Regions from separate parts of the Mus musculus genome. Here region 1 is linked to region 2. Evidence: chromatin contacts called from public promoter capture Hi-C data. All regions are on one chromosome and are shown on one strand. The core of a region is the stretch at or near the end of the contact, and the rest is flanking DNA. Distances in the headings are between cores, read along the strand shown. Region 1 overlaps Ncf4 (neutrophil cytosolic factor 4). Region 2 has its middle 16 kb from the start of Myh9.

Region 1 (3,295 bases), core at 336-2,835, 400 kb before region 2:
TCCTCCATTGGGGGCCCTGGGATCCATCCAATATATATCAGAAGATGGCCTAGTCGGCCATCAGTGGAAAGAGAGGCCCATTGGTCGTGTAAACTTTATATGACTCAATATAGGGGAACGCCAGGGCCAAGAAGTGGGAGTGGGTGGGTAGGGGAGTGGGTGGGGGAGGGTATGGGGGACTTTTGGGATAGCACTGGAAATGTAAATAAATAAAATACCTAATAATAATAATAAAAAGAAACAGGGTCTTTCATTGACCTGGGACTCATCCGTACTGACTGGTTTCTGTTAAGCTGACACAAAGAGAGTTGTCTAGAAAGAGGGAACCTCAGCTGAGAAAATGTCTTCATTAGATTGGCCTGTGGGAGAGTCCTTGGAGTATTATTACTATTACTATTATTATTATTATTAACGATTGATGTGGGGGGCCCAGCCCACTGTATGGGGGCACCCCTGAGTAGGTGGTCCCAGGTTGTACAAGAAAGCAGTCTGAACAAGCCATGGAGAGTAAGCCAGTAAGCAGCACCCCTCCATGGCCTCAGCTTCATTTCTGCCTCCAGGTTATTTCTTGTCCTGACTTCGCTCAGGGATGGAAACGTTATAACTTAACCAAGTAAACCCTCTTGTCCCCAAGTTGCCTCTGGCCTTGGTGTTTATCACAGGGACAGAAAGCAAGCTGGAACTTGGCCAATTTGTAGCTGGTTTGCGGCTGGACAGCAAGTCCCAGGGCTTGTCTCTGTCTCTGTCTCCCCCAGAGCTAGATGATAAGCACAAGCCACCATGGCTGACTTTTTAGTGTGTGGGCTCTGGGATTGAGCTCAGGTCCTGTTTGCTGCCTGATTGATCTCCGCAGCCCCAGGAATCACATCCTCTTCCCGCTGCCTCGCAGACTGAGGCTCCTTCCTCTTCCTACGCCACAGAGGCCCTTCCTGCAGCCTGAGGTCTGCCAGTGACGACACACTAGACAGTAAGACTTTCCAGAAGACAGTAAAGCGGTCAACAGTTCCTCTTATGACAGTGGTGGTCACAACAGTCACTGCTCGGGTGGACATGGCTTCTGAGACCCAGTGCACAAGGAGGCAGAAGCTCAAAGTGTTATATCCCTACACCTGCCACTCCCACTCCTGCCCAGCCTCAGGATACCGGGAACCCTGCCTCCTTCAGACACAGTGAGGGCCAGAGAATGTCCAACGGTGACAATATTATGATAGAGATGACCAGACCCAGGGACCTGGCACAGTCATTCCCTGTCAGTGTGGAGCAAAGAAACACCCAAGGGGGCCCAGCTTCAGGGTCACATTCAAGACTTCCCAGTCCCCTCACATGCAGTGGGAACGAGGCACCTAGACTCTCTGGGGCCAAGGCCTGGAGGACATCCGCCTCTCCCTTGTCCCTGACGGGAACCACTGAAGAAACTGTTTTCATCATTCACAGGAAAGGAAACCACGGGGTTAAGCAACCTCCTGAGGTACACAAGGACAGCTAGAAATGCATTAGATCTTCTGTTGTCTCACAGTATGGTGAGTGGGACCCAGAGCCTTGCACACTAGGTGAGAGCTCCTCTACCGAGCTGCCTCAGGCACGGACACCCACTCTTAATCAGTCATCCTTGCTGCTGGTTAGGGAAGTAACATTATTACATATGAGCCTTCACTTCTCTCAGTGGAGAAAGTCTGACCCCCACAAAGCAAACCTGGAGAAACCTATGTGATTGCTGTGACCAGGTGCACTGGTGACACCTAGTGGGAAGACCAGGGTACTGCTAAACACCCTGACTGCCTTTCCTTCCCTAAATAGCCTGCCCTTTCCCAGGAATTATCTGTCTCCACGACCCCACCCCACCCCCAAAGAGTGTCAGTTCCTAGAAGCCTTGTTAGTGATCAAGAAATTAAAGAGAATGGCAGGGGTGGGGGGAGGAGGCTGTGAAATGGCTCAGGGGATAAAGAGGGTGCTACCATGTCTGACAACCCTAGTTTCACTTCCACAACCAGCCTGACAGGAGAGGGTCAACTTCTGCAAGCTGTTCCCTCACATATGCTGTGGCATGAATGTTCTGCTTCACCAACACATCTGGATCAAAAACAGGACACCCCACAGGTCACCCAACCCTGCCAGGACCTCCAGGACTGTAACAGAGGACTTCTATCCTTGGGCTTCCCCAGATCTCTCATGGTGTCTGCCTGTAAAACACTCAAAAATACCTTTCTTCTAACCTTGCCTCTGCCTTTGCCTCATCCCTCACCTCAGACTCACCTCCATCCTCATCCCTAACTTCAACCCCATCTTCACCTATATCCTCACCTCCATCTTCACCCACATCTTCACCTCCATCCTCACCCACATCCTCACCCCCATCCTCACCTCCATCCTCACCTCCATCCTCACCTCCATCCTCACCTCCATCCTCACCCCCATCCTCACCTCCATCCTCACCCCCATCCTCACCCCCATCCTCACCCCCATCCTCACCCCCATCCTCACCCCCATCCTCATCTCCATCCTCACCTCCATCCTCACCCCCATCCTCACCTCCATCCTCACCCCCATCCTCACCCCCATCCTCACCTCCATCCTCAACCCCAACTTCAACCCATCTTCACCTCCATCCTCACCCCATCCTCACCTCCATCCTCACCCCCATCCTCACCTCCATCCTCACCTCCATCCTCACCCCCATCCTCACCTCCATCCTCACCCCATCCTCACCTCCATCCTCACCTCATCCTCACCTCTATCCTCACCCCCATCCTCACCTCCATCCTCACCTCCATCCTCACCCCCATCCTCACCTCCATCCTCACCTCCATCCTCACCCCCATCCTCACCCCCATCCTCACCTCCATCCTCACCTCCATCCTCACCCCCATCCTCACCTCCATCCTCACCCCCATCCTCACCTCCATCCTCACCTCCATCCTCACCCCCATCCTCACCTCCATCCTCACCCCATCCTCACCTCCATCCTCACCTCATCCTCACCTCTATCCTCACCCCCATCCTCACCTCCATCCTCACCCCCATCCTTACCACCATCCCCCACCCTTACCCCATCATCAACCCCAGCCTTGTTCCCATCATTAACTCCAGTCTTACTTCCATCCTCACCTCCACCTTCATTGCCACCTTCACCTCCATTCTCATCACTAACTTTACATCCAACCTCTCTCCACCTTCATCTCCACTTCCACCTCCACCTCAGCCCTTCCTCCAATCTCATCTCCATCTGACCTCCACCCTCACCTCCAATTCCACTTCCACCCCATCATCCATGTACTCTGCCATCACCCTCCTTCTT
Region 2 (2,982 bases), core at 356-2,855:
AGGCCGCTTGGTCCTAGCCACACCCGGCCTGGCCTTGTTCCTTAGAAAACTGTCATGTGATCTTGACAGCATTCCAGCCATTCTGTCTTTAGCACTGAAAAAGCAAGATTCAGAGGGTAGTGTCATGTCCCTAGGGTCCTACACAAGCCACGGCAACACCAGCATTCACAGGCTGGTTTGTCTAACCCCAAAGACATGTTTAGGTTGTGTTGGGCCTTGACCCTAGGTAGGCAAGCACCCTACTCTACTGACCTACACCCTAAACCCTCATTTGCTCTCTCTCTCTCTCTTTCTTTCTCAAGACAAAGTTTCTCTGTGTTGCCCTGGCTGTCCTGGAATTCACTTTGTAGACCATGCCTGCCTCTGCCTCCCAAAGTACTCAGACTAAAGGCATAAGCTACTACCACCTGTCTTTTATTATTTATTTATTTATTTAGGCTACGGTTTCACTACTTAGAAGACCGGGCTGCCCTCAAGCTACTCATAAAATCCATCTACCTCTTGTGTGATGGGCTTCTCTCTCTCTCTCAAATTTACTCTCTTAGTTATGGTGTCCATTGCTGTGAAGAGACACCATGACCAAGACAACTCTTTAAAAGGCTATCATTTCATTAGGACTGGCTTACAAATTCTGAGGTTCAGTCCATTATTATCAAGGCAGGAAGCATGGCACTGTCCAGGCAGGCAAAGTGCTGGAGAAGCTGAGAGTTCTAAATCTTCATCCAAAGGAAGCCAGGAGCAGAACTGTCTTCCAGGCATCTAAGAGGAGGGGCTCAAAGCCCCTCCCATAGTGATACACTTCCTCCAACAAGAAGGCCACACCTCCTAATAGCGCCACTCCCTGGGCCAAGCATATTCAAACCACCACAGTTATTCTTTCATAATTTTACACACACATGACACTTTTATCATTGTCTGTCGTCTTCTCCTCTCTCCCCCCTCCCCTCCTCTTATCCCTCCTTCCTAAATAAACCCTCCTTCCCAACAAGTCTCTCTTACTACATATCTGTGTACTGCCCATTGTGTTTAATTAGCGTTGCCTGAAGAAGATGAAAGATTTACTTGAGCAAGAGCAATTCATGTATGCCTGTACCACTGACGAACAAGATCTCCGTCTCCCAGTAAACATTAATCACCTATAACTCCTCAGGGTACGGTGAGTCCTTATGAACCTCTACCCCATCCAGGATAGAATGTTGATGGTCTCAGTCTTGTGTGCTGGCAGCCACTGCTGTGCTGTGAGATCGAACTAGGACATCCGGCTTGTCCACATGTCCACTTAAAGAGTGATGCCTTTATTTACCCACAGGCACAAAGGTTTGCAAAGATGGGAGTTCCCCCAGCCTCTTCCATTTGTCCTGCCCACGGCTCCTCACGCACAGATTAAGGAGGACGTTGTTACAGTCTTTTCCAGCTTCCAAACTAAAGCCTCGAGAAAGGTCACACAGTTAACCTGTAGACAGGACAGCAGCTGAGCCAGGTCTACCCAGGAGAGCACATGGCAGGAAAGGGGCGGAGCGGGGCAGCCGGACAAGCCCAAGTCCTGGGCGCGGACTCCAGCTTCCACCCCGCCTCCCTCCTGGCTCCAAGGGCCTCTCTATCTCCAACCATCCCGGTGCCTCTGGCTCCTAGATCTCTCAGACTCCGGTGCGAGTGTGCGGAACGGCACCGGCTCGCTCAGAGCGGAAACCTGGCCAACCTGTTTGGCCTTTGCAACCATTGGTGGCCGTAGGAACGGAGTAATTTACATGCGCATTCTCTATTGGCTAGGGGGCGGAAGTAGGCGGGCCCAGCCAACTATACCTGCCGGCGGGTGGAGCGTGGGCACCTTCTCCACAGACAAGGTGCCAGGGCCAGGAGGGCCAGTGCTCGGAGTCAGGCGGGAACCGCGAGCACTGAACCCTGGCCGCTACTTGTGGATGTGAACCGACTGGAACAAGTCACAGCAATTACTTAGTTACTTCTTGGGGCCGGAGGGTAGGCACAGGAGGCAGATTCTATTTTGAAATATTTTATGCCCAATCGGAACCACGGAGGCCTACCAAACCGTGTGTGTTTGTGTGTACATGTACTTGATCTTCCCCAAAAGGCCTAGAAACTCTTAAAGGTATAGCTATTTTCTTAGGATCCTCTCAGATTTTTTTTTTGTTTGTTTGTTTGTTTGTTTCGTATTGCTTTGCTTCCAGACAAGGTTTCACTATATATTCCTTGATGGTTGGGATGAATGTTATGTAGACCAGCCTGACCTCAACCTCGCAGAGATGCCCCTGCCTTTGGCTCCCACATGTGGGGATTAAAAGTGTGCACCACCACACCTCTTAGGTCATTCCTGTTATTCCTGTGTATGTATGTATGTATGTATGTATGTATGCATATGTGTGTGTATTATGTGGTATATGCACTGTGTATGTGTTGGTGCACACTCACGGAGAGGCCAGAGGAAGACTTCAAGGGTCCTGCTCTCCACCTTATTACCTTGATGCCTGGTCACTCACTGAGTCTGGAAATAGGCTGATAGCCATCAAGCCACGTTACTCCTCCTGCCTCAGCTTCTAGGAGTGCAATAACTGTGATCATGCTTGGCTTTTCACATGGGTACTGGAGATTCGAACCTGACTCCTCATGTTTCAGCAGCAATTGCTCTTCTCCACTGAGCTGTCTTCCCAGACCCTCCTTCTGCTCCGTGTCATTTCTTGAGTGGACGTGTATGGTACACCTGCTGTCTGTCAGCCTCTGTCCTCTGCACTAGAGCTAGGGCAGGGAGCCAAGGCTGGAAGTCCCCTGTGTCCTTGGAGTTTACAGTTTAATGAAGACAAAGTGGATATGCTGGCAGACAGTGACTAAACAGGAAGAGGAGGCAGGCCACAGCTGCAGGGAAGCGTCCATCCCCTGAACGGGGTGATGACCTGTCACCTGGGTTAGGGGGACATTCGAGTGGAGGTGGTATTTTATTTTAGGACTGACTTGAATGATGTAATGGGA

Evidence for each region. Capture Hi-C pulls out chosen DNA fragments and counts their contacts.
Region 1: a contact with region 2 is called in a promoter capture Hi-C map of liver. The contact joins two enhancer-like sites. A contact is called at or near these places in 2 of 9 other capture datasets (liver and pancreatic islet).

The regions. Positions count from the first base shown.
Region 1 is chr15:78,256,076-78,259,370 of GRCm38.p6, reverse strand. All of the region lies in intron 7 of Ncf4 (neutrophil cytosolic factor 4), which reads right to left. Among named protein-coding and RNA genes, the nearest start is that of Ncf4, 13 kb to the right of the region's middle. Within about 2 kb of position 1,585, at least 115 of the 459 cell types and tissues checked have an H3K27ac peak or open chromatin away from gene starts, as enhancers often do. A contact at or near this core is called in liver, where this site is marked.
Region 2 is chr15:77,856,609-77,859,590 of GRCm38.p6, reverse strand. No RefSeq gene overlaps it. Among named protein-coding and RNA genes, the nearest start is that of Myh9, 16 kb to the right of the region's middle. Within about 2 kb of position 1,605, at least 166 of the 459 cell types and tissues checked have an H3K27ac peak or open chromatin away from gene starts, as enhancers often do. A contact at or near this core is called in liver, where this site is marked.